Regions from separate parts of the Mus musculus genome. Here region 1 is linked to region 2. A link is a contact called in public promoter capture Hi-C data. All regions are on one chromosome and are shown on one strand. The core of a region is the stretch at or near the end of the contact, and the rest is flanking DNA. Distances in the headings are between cores, read along the strand shown.

Evidence for each region. Promoter capture Hi-C pulls out the DNA fragments that hold promoters and counts their contacts.
Region 1: a promoter capture Hi-C map of hippocampal neurons shows a contact between it and region 2, with 2.7 times the contacts expected there. The contact joins the promoter of Heg1 here to the enhancer-like site in region 2. A contact is called at or near these places in 6 of 39 promoter capture datasets (the 3T3-L1 cell line, 3T3-L1-derived adipocytes, frontonasal cranial neural crest and 3 more), 1 of 115 datasets of contacts at active chromatin or transcription factors (fibro-adipogenic progenitors) and 1 of 9 other capture datasets (adipose tissue).

Annotation. Positions count from the first base shown.
Region 1 is chr16:33,678,329-33,685,902 of GRCm38.p6, reverse strand. Heg1 (heart development protein with EGF-like domains 1) reads right to left here and starts at 1,437. Exons shown (of 15, transcript NM_175256.5): 1 at 1,048-1,437. The coding sequence starts at 1,291.
Region 2 is chr16:33,468,356-33,475,670 of GRCm38.p6, reverse strand. All of the region lies in intron 7 of Zfp148 (zinc finger protein 148), which reads right to left. Among named protein-coding and RNA genes, the nearest start is that of Slc12a8, 46 kb to the left of the region's middle. Within about 2 kb of position 5,475, at least 12 of the 459 cell types and tissues checked have an H3K27ac peak or open chromatin away from gene starts, as enhancers often do.

The DNA.
Region 1 (7,574 bases), core at 188-2,687, 210 kb before region 2:
TTCAATTCTAGGAAGTAGTACCTCTATGTTCTAAGGATGAGCAAGTTGGGAGAAAGTTTGTAAAACATGTAAGATGGACAGACAGACAGACAGACAGACAAGAAGTGGAAACTGGACAAAATCTTGGCAGTCCCAGTGTGGCAACAACAGAGCCCGATGTGTGCCCTCTGCCTCTTACGGGAGGACAAATGGCTAACATCACCTAGGCTGGTTTGGTTCACAGCACTTTCTACTATTTTTACTTTCATTTTGTCACCTCTTGTCACTTGGAGGCAGGGAGGAATGGGGCCCCTCCATTCCACAGATGGGGAAACTGAGAGCCAAAGATGAGACACAGCCAAGGTCGTGTGGGGGTTACATTAGAATCCCACCCAGGCCGTGGCATTTTCTTCCAACAGAAAAAGGAACTAGAAACAAAGGAGGCAGGCACAGGAGCTGAGTCCCCATTCTGTGACCAGGACAGGCAGTGCCTGCCTGCACAGCAAGCAGCTGGCTGGGGGAGGAAAGGGCCCAGGACAGTCCAGAGCCAGTCAGTGGCTTCCAGGGGTTTGACCTTGCAGCGCCCCCAGCCCCATCCCAAGTAACCCTGCTCCTAAGGTTAACTGGGTAGCTTTGTTTTAAAGCGCACTCTTTGTCCTTTATGAAGTCCTAAGTACTAGAAGCATTCCAAACTCCGAAATCCGTTATTTACTTATACTGGAAAGTCAGGCTTTAGACCAGGAGAGACCAGTTCTAAATCTGGGGGTTGGGGGCTGAAACCGAGGGACAACAGCCAGAAGTTACCACTCCCCACGAGGTGAGAGGCTCTTTGGGGTCTTCGTTTTGTAAAAGTGAGAAGGGTGTGGGCTAATCCAGGAGAGAGTTTTCTTCCAAAGCACAGGGAGGGAATGCATGTGAACATTTTATATTCCAGTGGCCAGGGACAGCGTTTCTCCGTCCTGGGCCACCCTCAGGGTTCCACCCACGAGGGTCCACGGAGCCTCGGCCGGGATGGGGCAGCCGCGAAGCGCCCACGCCCCCTGACCCTCGCTGGAGACTCTCACTCACCCGCGCTCACGCCTCTGGGGACACGGCCGGAACGTCCCCGCCGGGTCGCGACGCCGGGTCCGGGGGCCGTATGTCCGGCGCCAGGCGGCGAAAGCGGTCCCGCGACCGGGAGGAGTGTTCGATGGGCCGGGGAGGGAAGGGAGCCCCGCGCCCCGGGGGCAGCGGGCGGCAGCAGCAGCAGCGGTAGCAGCAGCAGCAGCAGCAGCGACGGTGGCGGCCACCGCGGGGCGCGCGGCGTGGCCATGGTGGCGGCGGCCGCCCGCGCTCACATGCCGGGCGCCGGGCCGAGGGCGGCGGCGAGCGGAGCGGGGTGCGAGCGCGCTCTCAGCCGCAAAAGTTGTGGGAGCCGCGGGAGGGCGGAGGCAGCCCTGGTGCTGCCACACGCCAATCAGCCCGGGCGGGTCGCGGGGCGGGCGGCTCCTCCTCGGTTGACATCACCCGCCCCGCGCGGGGGCCCGGGGGCGGGGAGAGGGCAGGAAGAGGGCGGGGGCGGTCTCGGTCTCCCGGGTGAGTTCACGGAACCCCCGGGTGAACTCATGGAGCCCCCTGCGACTTTTGTTACAGGGCCCACACCCTGGAGTATCGCTTTGGCTTTTGGAGAAATGAAATTGGGGTGGGGGGCACTTTCCCAGTTCCTTAGCCACACAGTAGGTCTGTGAAAAGTAGATTCTGGCGGTGTAATTGACATCAGGTGAGTGAGTATACAGAGAGCTTTCAAAAGACAGAGAAGTGAATCCTAGACCCTGTTCCATACGTGGACCTGCATTGCCCTTAAGGATCTGAAGAGGCCCCAACCCACTGCCGCCCTTTTGGGTCCCCAGAATTGGTGAGAAGATTTGCTTTAGCCAGGGCGGGAACCCTCATCTTCTTGAAGGCTCAGAAGCCTGATTTCCTTCCCACGCTATCTTTGGCTTACACCATAGTTCTTCAAAGATGTCACTGCTGAGACACCCAAAGAGGCCAGAGGGAAGAGAAAACTGAACCGAGTCTGGGGCAAGGGAAAACCCATAGCCAGGAAAAGGACAGCAATTTGCAAATTAAACATAAAAAAAAAAAAAAAAAAAAAAGCAGCCCACACAGAAGTTAAAAAGAAACCTTTAGGGGAGATGTTCCAAGACAGAGTGTCAATAAATTTGCTTGGTAAGTAAAATTCTGTGTGTGTCCCTATTCCCTCCCTTCCTAGGAGACAAATGATACAATGTCCAGATTTTAAGACCCAAATCTCTTTTCTTTGTAAGTAAAGAATGAGCAGCTCAAAATAGGGGGAAATAACTTGCTTAAGAGTTGCTAAGAGAACCAACAACTAAAGGATTTCTCATTGAATGACCATGTGGCTTCGTGCTTACCTCATAGCTTAGAGTTGTCAATAATTCAGACAATATCTCATCCAAACTGAAAACCACAGATCCCTTGGGATGCTCTCAGATGTGCTAGGGTTCTTTGTCTGTTTACCAAATGTTCAGGAGACAGGCTTGTCTCTTTCCCCATGTCTCTGCCTCTCTCTGTCTCCAAGCCTCCATGACCCGCCTCCAGGGGAACGATCAGATCATAACGTCCAGCGCATCGGTAGATGGGCCTAGACCCATTTTCTGGTGACTCGGTACAAGTGAGTCACTTGGCAGGACACAAAGGATGCTCCGTATAAACAAGTTTACCTTAGACAAATGAGCCAAGAGTGGAGAATTGGTTTGGGTTAGGGTTTATAGAACCACAAATGAAACCTAACTTTTCAGGTCTCACATGAAATGCTCAGTCCTCTTTCTTTCTCAAACAACAACAATCCAAGCATGGCCCCACCTCCTGACACAGCTCCCCTGTTAACAAGCAGGACTACACAGCAGCCCAGTCCCATCTGGCTAAGCTCAGTACACTGTGCTCTGAGGTTCTGGTCACCATAGCTTCCTCCCTTGAACAGAAAGGAGGACTAGTTAAAGGCCAGGACATGCTTTCAGGCAAACAGGAAGGCTTAAGGGTTTAAAGGCCTGTCTGGGCTTCTCGTGTGTATTCAGAAAGCTCGCTTGGGAATCTTGCCTTTGCCTCCGGTGCCCAAGGGCATCACACCTGCCTCCTGCCCCTCCCTTTAAGTATCACAGATCTGTCTTTCTACCTTCTACCTGAACTTCCAGAGGAACTGCCAGCCTAACTGGTGGATGAAGGGCTGCAAAGATGTTGCTGGGTCTTAATACCTTTCCATCTCCTAGGACAAAGCAAGAGGGATTATCAGGGAGGCTATACTTGCGTCAGGAACTTGCAAACAGCTGCCAGCTTGCTCCTAGAATCTTTTTTCCCTGATTTCTTTAACTGTGACCTAGTCCTTAATTATTTCATCTATAAAACACATTGTCCTAGATGATTGATAAGAAGTGTTCTATCCCAGTGTTTTAAGGTTCAGGGGCAAGGCTATTAAAGCAGGTGCCTTAAGGACACATAAGCCAGGGCCCAGTGAAACCATCAGACTGGAGCACTTTATGGGTGCATCTGAAAGAAAGGTTTGTTGTAAGTATGAAAGAATAACCAGAGGCACTCAGGAAGTCTAAAGTAGCCATGGCTGCCTCTCAGGGACAGAAAGTACAAGAAGAGAATCAGCTCTGGGCAGGGATAGCTCTTGGGAGCAGAGAAAAAAAAGTGGGGAGAGAAGATGAGAGAGTGAAGCAAAAGTAGGAAAATCCATCCTTTATAAAGAACAGGTGGAGGGGTGGGTGGGGGTGGGGTGGTAGAACAGTGTGGGAGGTCATATAGTAGAGGGAGAGGTGAGAAGGACCAGGAGACTGGTGCTTAGTTAGGGTTTTACTGCGTGAACAGACACCATGACCAAGGCAACTCTTATAAAGGACAACATTTCATTGAGGCTGGGTTACAGGTTCAAGGCAGGAGCATGCCAGCATCCAGGCAGTGATGATGCTGAGAGTTCTACATCTGCATCTGAGGGCCACTAGGAAAAGACCTGATCCCATGTGGTTAGGAGGAGGGTCTCACTGCCCACACCCACAGTGACACACTTCCTCCAACAAGGCCACACCTCCTGATAGTACCACTCTGGGCCAAGCATATTGAAACCACCACAGCTAGTGTGGGGGCTTTGATATTCATAACAGCTATTAGGGACTGACATAGTTTTATGGGAAGGGAAATGGATCTTTCTGGCAGACAGGTGTGTGAGGAAGGCTCCCAGCAATCCTACAGTCTCTGCCTTTTAGGGTTTGGTACTAACAGTAGTGTCACTTCTTCTTCAGGAGCCTGGAAATACAGACAAGAGTCTTGATCATCTCAGATGAGTTAGAACTTCTCTCTAGAACCGGGAGGATATGTAAGATGCCCTCATAGATCTCATCTGGCCTTGGGAGTCTGATGATCTAGACTGAAAACAGCTCAGGTCAAATTGGAGGAGCTAGGGCTACAGAGGCAGGAGCGAGGGTGCACCACAGGAGCTGACAGGGAAGTTGGTGGGCTGCGGGAATCATGTGTCTCTGCCTCCTCAAGTTAAGCAGAGTCAAAGCTTGTACAGAGGCTTTCGTGCCTTGGTTTGCAGTAACAAACAAGACTCCAATACTCAGCAGTTTAACCCTCATGATATTTCCTCCTTGTTCACAACACAGAAGTCAAGGTCTGCGAGGCAGCTCTTCTCAGTCTTTTAGGGACGTGCAATCCGCTGGTTCTACCGTTCCACAGCATATGGCTTCCAACTTTGCTTTGGGATTCGGCATTCCAATCAGCCAGAGGTAAGAACACAGAGAGGTAAGCAGGAGAAACGTCGATGAGCCAGGCCGGGAGGGGTGTGCCTCACTTCCTCTTACATTCCACTAGGGAGAACACGACAATAGGTTTCACCCAACTGGGAAGGAAGCTGGGAAATGTGGCCTAGACACAGAGGCAAAGAGGAGGAGGCGAGGCCTGGGTAGATTGCTAACAATCTCCACCAGCTGGCATCAGGGTGTCTGAGAGGGAGGGGGAGCATTAAAGTTTCTTTCCTTGCACAAAGAGGGTAGCTAATCAGAGGATCCCTCGGGGCCCAGCTACTTGAATCTCCCATAATTCGCATAAGATATTCTATGCCTCAAAGTGAATAAGCAGAACAAGCTGCAGTCCACTGTGCCCTCTGCCCATTGGGCAGTGGAGAAGAGGACCTTGGGTTTTCTCCAAGTTCTGTCCCGAAGTTGTTCCCAGTCCTCAGCCAAGTCGAGTGATCGTTATTGACTTCAGTGTCCCCATCTGTCCATTGAGAAGAAACCCCGTTATCTTTCGATGCCTCGCCAGGTCAGTCTGAGGATACGATGAGGTCACTGTGTGAAAGCAGGAAGAGCTCTCCCCAGCCCCACAGCCTCTCCACAATGCTGTGATCACCGGGGTCTGTCAAGTGTGCCCACTTTACCCCTGAGCATATGTAACAGTATAGGACAGCATTGCTAAGGCTGGAATCCAGTGGTGACCATTCCTGGGATGGCCGGGGTTCAGGTGACTAGGGGTTCCAGAGGATGGAAAGTTAGTCAACACACACCCACACTGAGCTTAGCCTGGGGGTGGGGAGCAGAGCATTGGCTTTAGGCACCCCTGTGGGGGGCCTGCTACTTCCCCATGCTAGCCCATCCTGGGCTTTGTTTATCCATCCTCTCCTTGCTTGTCTCCTCCCACTCAACTGATGAGTTGCTCTCTTGGAACTTCTACACTTTCCCTGTCTTTCATCAACAGAGCTTAACACAATGCCTCCTTTCAATTAGCCCTTTAATAAATATTTCTTCTGTGACTACCCTGTGCCTGGCTCCCTGTTGGGGGTGGGATGAGTCTCTGACCTCAGAGCTTAAAGGTTTGAAGGAAACAGCCATCAAGAGAGCATCGTGGTAAGCCTGTGTCTGGGGAAGGGTCCTGAAGAAGAGCACTTGGGAGAGAATGTCATTTGTTAGCCAGGTCAAAGGGCATTAGAAGAATATGCACAAGCCAGAAGGCAGGAAGACTTGGAACAAGATAGATGTAAAGAATAAAAGAAAATCAGGAGTTGGAAAGATGGCTCAGAGATTAACAACACTAGCTGCTCTTCCGGAGGACCTGGATTCAATTCCCAGCATCTACATGGCAGTTCACACCTGTCTGTAACTCCAGTTCCAGAGGATCTGATGCCCTCTTCTGGCCTTGTAGGCACCTCCTGGATGTATTGCATAGACATGCATGCATGTGAAATACCCACACATATAAACTTAAAATTAAAGAAGGGGGCAGTAGCATGGCTGGAGCCTAGGGAACAAGGAAGATCAGGAAGGGAGGTGTGCCAGCCCCAAGACTGGGAGAACACTGAGACCAGAAATGAATCAGTGCTTTAAGAGTTTAGGAAATCACTGTAAGGCTTTAGCTCAGAGAGATGGGGTACAGTGGGGTGGAAAGGGCCAGGGTGATATGACGTACAATGGGACACTATCGTTCTGTGATGAGACAAATGATCCAGAAACAAGGGCTAGCGTGTAGACTTTTTCTTTTCTTTCTTTTCCTTCTTTCTCTTTCTTTCTTTCTTTCTTTCTTTCTTTCTTTCTTTCTTTCTTTCTTTCTTTCTTTCTTTCTTTCGTTTGTTTTTCTCTGTATAGCCCTGGCTGTCCTGGAATTCACTCTGTAGACCAGGCTGGCCTGGAACTCAGAAATCCGCCTGCCTCTGCTTCCCGAGTGCTGGTATTAAAGGCCGCGTGTAGACTCTTAGAGCACAAGAGAAGACAAGCAACAGTGGTGAGTTCTGAGGATGCTGTGGGTTTGAGAGGTCATAGGTGAATGAAAAGAGAGAGAGAGGAAGAGAGAGAAAGAAAGGAAGAAAGAGAGAGAGAGAAAAGAAAAAGGGAAAGGACATGGCTCACCCTGGGTATGGTGGAGAAGGTTTACTTTAGACATATGGGAGAGCATAGCCAGAGGCAGGGACATCTGGGAGAGCCCAGAGTGGACATGACCCAGAGCAATGGGAGGGGGGGGGGCAGAGAAGGGAAAGGGGAACCAGGTGCAGCATCCAGGAGGCCCAAAGAGGATGGGTAGCCAAAATGGCTGGATTTATATAGGAAAGGGCATCTAAGGGAAAGGCAGCCCAGCCCTTGGACTGGAGAAGTTTGGAGTTGGTGGCAGGGTATGCCAGCCAGAGGGCTCTGTGATAGGTAGGGACTGAGGGATGCAGGGAGAACCTAGTGACCAGGTCTGCTTTGATGTGCTAAGCAGGCATCTCAGCTGCTTGTCCTGGGTTTGAAACTAAGAGTAGAAAGCAAACCCCACAAGCAGTGTTGATGGGTAAGAAAGGTGGAGAAAAGTCAGGCTTTCCTTAATTCTGGGCTTGTGTGCTTGGATAGATGTTGGTACCCTTCACAAGGGAGAGAGGACCATGTATGAATAAGTAGCAGGTCTTCCAAGTCAAGATCATTGATTGATTGGGTTTGGGACGTTGGTCCCAGGTGACTTTGAGACATCCATATGGCAGTGTCAAGGATGCCTTTGAGCCTGTAGATTTGGAGCTGAGAGAAGTCCGAGTCTGCAGTCTCAGTCTGAATAGAAGGGGATGAGGTCACCTA
Region 2 (7,315 bases), core at 4,226-6,725:
TAATATGGACACATGCTCCACTATGTTCATAGCAGCCTTATTCATAATAGCCAGAAGCTGGAAAGAACTCAGATGTACCTGAATGGATACAGAAAATGTGGTACATTTACACAATGGAGTACTACTCAGCTATTAAAAACAATGAATTTATGAAATTCTTGGGCAAATGGATAGACCTGGAGAGCATCATCCTGAGTGAGGTTACCCAATCACAAAAGAAGTCACTTGATATGCACTCACTGATACGTGGATATTAGCCCAGAAACTTAGAATACCCAAGATACAATTTGCAAAACACAAGAAAATCAAGAAGAAGGAAGACCAACATATGGATACTTCATTCCTCCCTAGAATAGGGAACAAAATACCCATGGAAGGAGTTACAGAGACAAAGTTTGGAGCTAAGACGAAAGGATGGACCGTCCAGAGACTACCACCCAGGGATCCATCCCATAATTAGCCACCAAACGCAGACTCTATTGCACATGTCAGCAAGATTTTGCTGAAAGGACCCTGATATAGCTGTCTCGTGTGAGGCTATGCCAGTGCCTGGCAAATACAGAAGTGGATGCTCACAGTCATCTATTGGATGGAACACAGGGCCCCCAATGGAGGAGCTAGAGAAAGCACCCAAGGAGCTGAAGGGGTCTGAAACCCTATGGGTGGAACAACAATATGAACTAACCAGTACCCCGGAGCTCGTGTCTCTAGCTGCATATGAAATTCTCTTAAAGACTGGGACTTTAAAAAAGTATCTTATATTAAGATATTAATAGGAGATTTTGAAAACAAGAAAGGAAAGGTTATAGTTTTAAGAAGAGGTTTGTGTGCCAAAACTGACAAAGTGGAACATCACAATTAACTTAATTTCTCAACCCGACAAGGAAACTTGTCTCAGCATGAGACCAGGGAACATGCACTGAGACATTTCTATCAGACAGGCTTGTGGTCCTGTCAGCGGAGCATCTTATTAACTGCTAATTTATGCAGAAATCTCAGTCCACTGTGGATTGTGTCACAACTGGACAGGTAGGCACAAGCTGTGTAAGAGAGATAAATGAGGAAGTCAGAGCAAGCCAGCCAGTAAGCAACGTTCTTCCTCCGCGGGCTCTACTTCAGTTTCTGCCTTGAGTTCCTGCTCTGGCTCCCTTGATAGTGGACTGTACTCTAAACGCTGAAATATGCCCTCTTCTCACTTACGCTGCTTTGGTTAGTGTTTAGTCACAGCAACAAACAGTAGTTTAGAGAAGAGGTAGAATGACTGAATCCTGGGTCCTTGCAGAGAAAAGGGAATCTTAAAATCCAGGTCCTAACAGTGTGAGCAAGCATGGCAGGTCTTACAGCAACGAAATAGAAATCACAGACACCGGGGTCTGGTAACCATCCCTGTAAGGAGGGACCATGCCTGCAATCGAATAAATGAGAGAGCCCAGTTGTAAAGGCATACACCTTTGATACGCCAACATTTATAAGACAGAAGCAGGTGGACCTCTTGAGTTCAAAGCCAGCCCAGTCTACATAGTTTCAGGCCAGCTTGGGGTATATAATGAGACACTATCTTAATAAAATGAATGAATGAATGAATGAACGAACAAACGAACGAATGACAGGAATGTCAACAAAATAGAGGCCTAAGAACTGAGAGAGTAAGGGGAGAACTAAGATAGCATATCCTATAAAATATATTAGACAGTAAATATATTAGACTTAGTGCTCCAAGAAGTAATCAAAGTTGCTGTATGATACAAATATAAAAAGATAAACTTCTACAAAGCTTTTATTAATAAAGTTCAAACCATAATATGAAAAGACTGGGATTCTCTTTTTATGGTAGGAAGTAATAATAATAAAAAAACTCAATGATAAGTTAGTGCTGAAGAGTGCTTCCTTAAAGGCTATTTTAAATGACAATGCTAATAATCAGTGCAGTTTTTAGCTGCACAGTGGTAGCAGTAGCGTATGACTTTAATCCCAGCACTTGGCAGGCTGAAGCAGGCAGATGGTTGAGTTTGAGGATAGCCTGGTCTACACAGAGAAACCATGTATGAGAAAGTAACTTGGAATACCCAAGATACAATTCATAAAACACATGAAACTCAAGAAGAAGGAAGACCAAAGTGTGGATACTTCAATCCTCTTAGAAAGGGGAACAAAACACCCATGGAAGGAGTTACAGAGACAACATGTGGAGCAGAGACTGAAGGAATGACCATCCAGAGACTGCCCCACCTGGGGAATCCATCCCATATACAACCACCAAACCCAGACACTATTGCGGATGCCAACAAGAGCTTGCTGATATAGCTGTCTCCTGAGAGGCTCTGCCAGTGCCTCACAAATACAGAGGTGAATATTCACAGCCACCCATTGGACAGAGCACAGGGTCCCCAATGAAGGAGCTAGAGAAAGTACCCAAGGATCTGAAGGGGTTTGCAGTTCCATAGGAGGAACAACAATATGAACTAACCAGTACCTCCAGAGCTCCCAGAGACTAAACCACCAATGAAAGAAAACACATGGTATAACTCATGGCTCTAGCTACATATGCAGCAGGGGATGGCCTAGTCAGTCATCAATGGGAAGAGGGGCCCTTGGGCCTGTGAAGGTTCTATGCCCCAGCGTAGGGGAGTACCAGGGCCGGGAAGTGGGAGTGGGTGGGTTGGTGAGCAGGGGGAGGGGGAACCGGGAAAGGGGATAGCATTTAAAGCGTGAATGAGGAAAATATCTAATAATTTTTTTTAAAGTAATAAAAACAAACAACAACAAAACACTAATGTGATTTTTATGTTTTCCATCTTTATGGAAGCTTATCACAAAGTACTGGTATCAACCCATGAAAACTGAAAGGAATTTGTAAAATTGCAATAAATTCCTGCTCTCTGGACTTTTAATACTTTTACATTATATACTACTAATTGCCAATATAAAAGATTGGGTGAGGTTAATCATTTAAGTGGATTCAGAAACACAGACATTTCCTTTGGATCACTGTCCAGAAGCTAACATAACTTGAGCTGGAATCCAATCCCACAAGGGCCTGAGCAAGACTCTCCTCTCCTCAGACGCTGCATTAAGTCCTCTCATCTGTACTTCTGACCAGTTGTAAGCTGAGGGTTCCCATGACCCCCTACTTCAGTCTTACGATTCACAGAACTCAGAAAAGCCCTTTACTTGTATTTACAACGTGGCTGTAAAGGATGTGGATGAACAGCCAGATTCGAGGCGAGTCTCCCCCCATGTAACAGTGCGGCAGTGGTTAAAGCTGTACTTGGGGACTCAACAGCTGCCACTGAAGTAAATTTGCCACAAAAGTAGTTCCCCCTGTAACACTAAGTTGGATGTATTAAGAAACATTTTTAATCTTAAGCAAACGCTAATTTCCAAAACCATCCTACAATGTTCATTAATAACAACTGAGTGTGGTTTACTTTATCCAGAAACACATTTCGCCCTGACTCCATGCTCATCAGATCATGGTCAGAGACTGGGCTTTGTTGTAAAGGTGCTTGCTGTCAAGGCTGCGGTCCTGAATTCCAGACCTAGAATCTGCATGGCAGGAGAAAAAGACCCTCCTGAGGGCTTTCCTCCTGAGTGCCACCATAGTAGGCACGCACATGTACACACATGCATGGAAACCTCCCACTAAAACTTCACCACTTCTAAAACATCAACGTTCTACACAGCAGAAAAAGTCAGGCTCCCAGGCAGTGATGGCCAAGTCTATCTAGAGCAAGTAGATCCCGCTGCTGACATCCTACTCCAGTGATACACAGTGTTTCCAAGTACTTCACAAGGCAGCACTCACGGGCAACAGTGAAAAGCCTCACTTTAAATGACTTTTATTGCCCAAACACTATTTTCTGTTCCATGTAGATATTTCTCCCACCATTAGTTACAACAAAAGTTGATGGACTCATTTCAGGTTAGATCAAAATATTTCCTCCATTTTTTGAAAATAGTCTTAAAGAAGAATGTCTCAATGATATTTAACTCAATATGGCGTTGGTTCATGTAAACTATGTGACTAGATTTAAAAATATTCTTGCCTATGTTCCAGACAGATCATTTTTCAGTCACTATAAATTTGGGACTAACTTCTTGAAACACCACCAGCAATACTGATATAATGTAAAGGTTGGTCTCTGCCTCTAGGTTCTGATAAACAGCTCCTAAAATCCTTGTATTTTCCTGAGGGACTGGAATTACTCAATGTTTTTCATGCCATTCTTAGGGTTTTTGACCCTGCTTCCTGACAGTGCCTGAAACCCCTGTCCCCTCCTCAGCTATGGTAGTGCTAAGTGTCTTCTGTCCTGCAGCAGACAGAGCGCTTCAACTCCTGGGCATTTCCAGCCCAGAAGCCTCTTCTGTTTTACTGAGCTGACTTTTGGTGGGATCATAGGGAGGTTCAAGGCGATGCTATTCACAAGAACATCAGGCCTTGATTAGCCTTCAATTCTCACCACACTCTCCCCAATCTCAAGCAACCTCCTTAAAGCCCCTGCATGCATAACACTCAGAGGCCTCTGGTGGGCAACACATCCATGTTCCAGGAAGTGGAGGACCCTTCCAGACTCACTTCATATCTGGCTGTTCATCCACATCCTTTACAGCAACGTTGTAAATACAAGTAAAGGGCTTTTCTGAGTTCTGTGAATCGTAAGACTGAAGTAGGGGGTCATGGGAACCCTCAGCTTACAACTGGTCAGAAGTACAGATGAGAGGACTTAATGCAGCGTCTGAGGAGAGGAGAGTCTTGCTCAGGCCCTTGTGGGATTGGATTCCAGCTCAAGTACTGCCAGAGCTATATCCAACTGCAGGGCACAAATGTGTCCTGGGAGTTAGAGAACCGGTTGTTAGAGTACAGGGGTGGGGAACTCCTTGTATTTGTAGTGCTAGGTATTGACCCTAGGATTTTCTCTGAGTTTTTTTTTTTAAGGTTTATTCATTTTTTTGTCTGTTTTGAAACATGGTTTCTCTGTGTAGCCTTGGCTGTCCTGAAATTCAAAGATCTGCCTGCCTCTCCTCCTGAGTGATGGGATTAAAGGTGTGTGCCATCTCGGCCTGGCATCTTTTGCTTTTTTTATTGTTAGTACTGGGGACCAAGGTCAGGCCTTGATGTCTGGTAATCTCAGTGCTGGATTTTATTTAAAAATTAGTTTCAAAAAAGTAAGCTTGCTATCACAGGATGGGTGGGTGGGAGTTTGAAAATTACTGGCCTTATAACATTTAAATTTCAATTCCTTTGGATTAAACTGTTATTAAAATTCCCCCTCCCCACATGCATACACAAGAGGGAGGGGGAGGGGGAGGGGGAGGGGGAGGGGGAGGGAGAGGGAGAGGGAGAGGGAGAGGGAGAGGGAGAGGGAGAGGGAGAGGGAGAGGGAGAGGGAGGGGGAGGAGACACTGACTCTGAGAGTGTCTTTGCCTTGTTATGACTCCTCTGGAGTCAGTATGTCTTCAAGGCTGTTTTCTGTAACATGAGAATGTTGGCCTCTGCTTTCTACTCATTGCAGATGTTACTAACACACAGAGAAGCTAAGCCAAAACTGACTGGCTTAGTGACAGGAAGAAAAATTCAAAGAGCCAAAAGTTATATAGCTATTTTGTGTCTCATTTTGCTCAGTGGCTGTATCTTGGTCTCTAGAGTGACAGAGACTTGAACTGGAGTCTGTGCAACTTCATTTACTACATTGTAGAAGTTAAAGAAATTCTCATCTTCTCTCTGTTGCCTAATATATCCTGAGGACAGTAATACCTCCTGCCTTTCAAAACTAATGGGAGGACTAAACAACAGTACCTGGTATTTCTTTAGTAAGTTCTCAATAAACTACTCATCACACTTCACTTAAACCCAATCAGAAAGTGTGACTTTGCTTTAAGAGTCAACGGAACATTTGAGAATCACCTGGGAGTCTCAGTGAGACACTGTCTAGATCAGGTTGGTCTGTGAGCAGGTCTATGGGTGATTTTCTTAGTTACATTCATAGCCTAGAAGTGAGAAGCACGTGGTTTGGGCCTGGAGGAGAGTGCACTGAACCAGCATGCATGCATGTATGAGCCTTGACTTGTCTGTGACAGACTGCAGCCTGGAACTGAGAGCTAGAACAAATGCGTGCCCCGTGTTGTTTTGTCAGGAATGAAACCAGGATAGAACTATTACAAGACTGTGGCCAGGGCATTCAGAGTTCACCACAGTGCAATGTCAGAGTGACAAAAGGACAAGCATTATGTCTCACTTTCTCAGATCACGCTCACCCATCCAGTCACACACAGACTTATAACTTTGCCTCAGGCCGCTTTGCAGAGGCTTTCTCTGGGGTAATTCTCAAGAAGTCTACAACACTTAATTACATGATGCTTATCCATATGTCTCTTATCTCCAAAATAGTCTCTGTGTACTCCTAGCAACTGAAAAACATTGAAGGGTCAGCCACTAAGTTTTTGTTAAATGAACAAATCATCAAAATCTAATAAACACATGAAAATATTCAACTCTTTTCACCTTGGACCTAACATTTTTATTATTGCACTGAAATTTCAAGTTAACTATCAAGTCACATAAAAGCCACATGATTTTTTTCTTCCACCATATATTAAAGTGATAAATGTTTCAGCCGAGCATAGCGGCTCATGCCGATGATAGCAGCACTCAGCAGACTGAGGCATAAAGACAGAGTTCCAGGCCATTTTAGCTAGAGTTAAGACCTGTCTCAAAATAAAACCAAACATGACACAGGAAAGCTTTTGATTAAAAAGGGCTGCTATCTATTAGTGTGTCCAAGGATCCCGTTCCACAGATCCTGCACATACCATAAGACCACATCGAAATAACTCTGGGACAGGGACGTAACAAGGCCCTAATAACTCGCAGGGCTGGCATTGTCACTGTTAGCACTCATCACCATTCTTAATTCCAACAAAATCTAAAACACACACACACACACACACACACACACACACACCTCACCTCCTGAACACTGTAAATTAATTTCAAAGAAACGTCTTCTTACAATGCTTAGAAATATCAAAGAAGAAAAGTCAATAGTCTATTAAATCAAAGTCACTTAGAAAATTTGAGATACTTGCTTTAAAATGAGATTAAAAAATTTAACATATAGATCACTTTAGTGAACTTCCAAATCATTAACCCTGGATGGAGACACAGGCAGCGTCTTCCTTGATACAGTGCGCCATGTAACAAAGAGACATGAAGGATGCTACTGCTCCTTATAAGTGGGAATGATCATTTTACTTAGCTTACACAGCTATTTCAGGAAAGTTTCCTTCTTTGTTACTCAAAATATGTAATTTATAT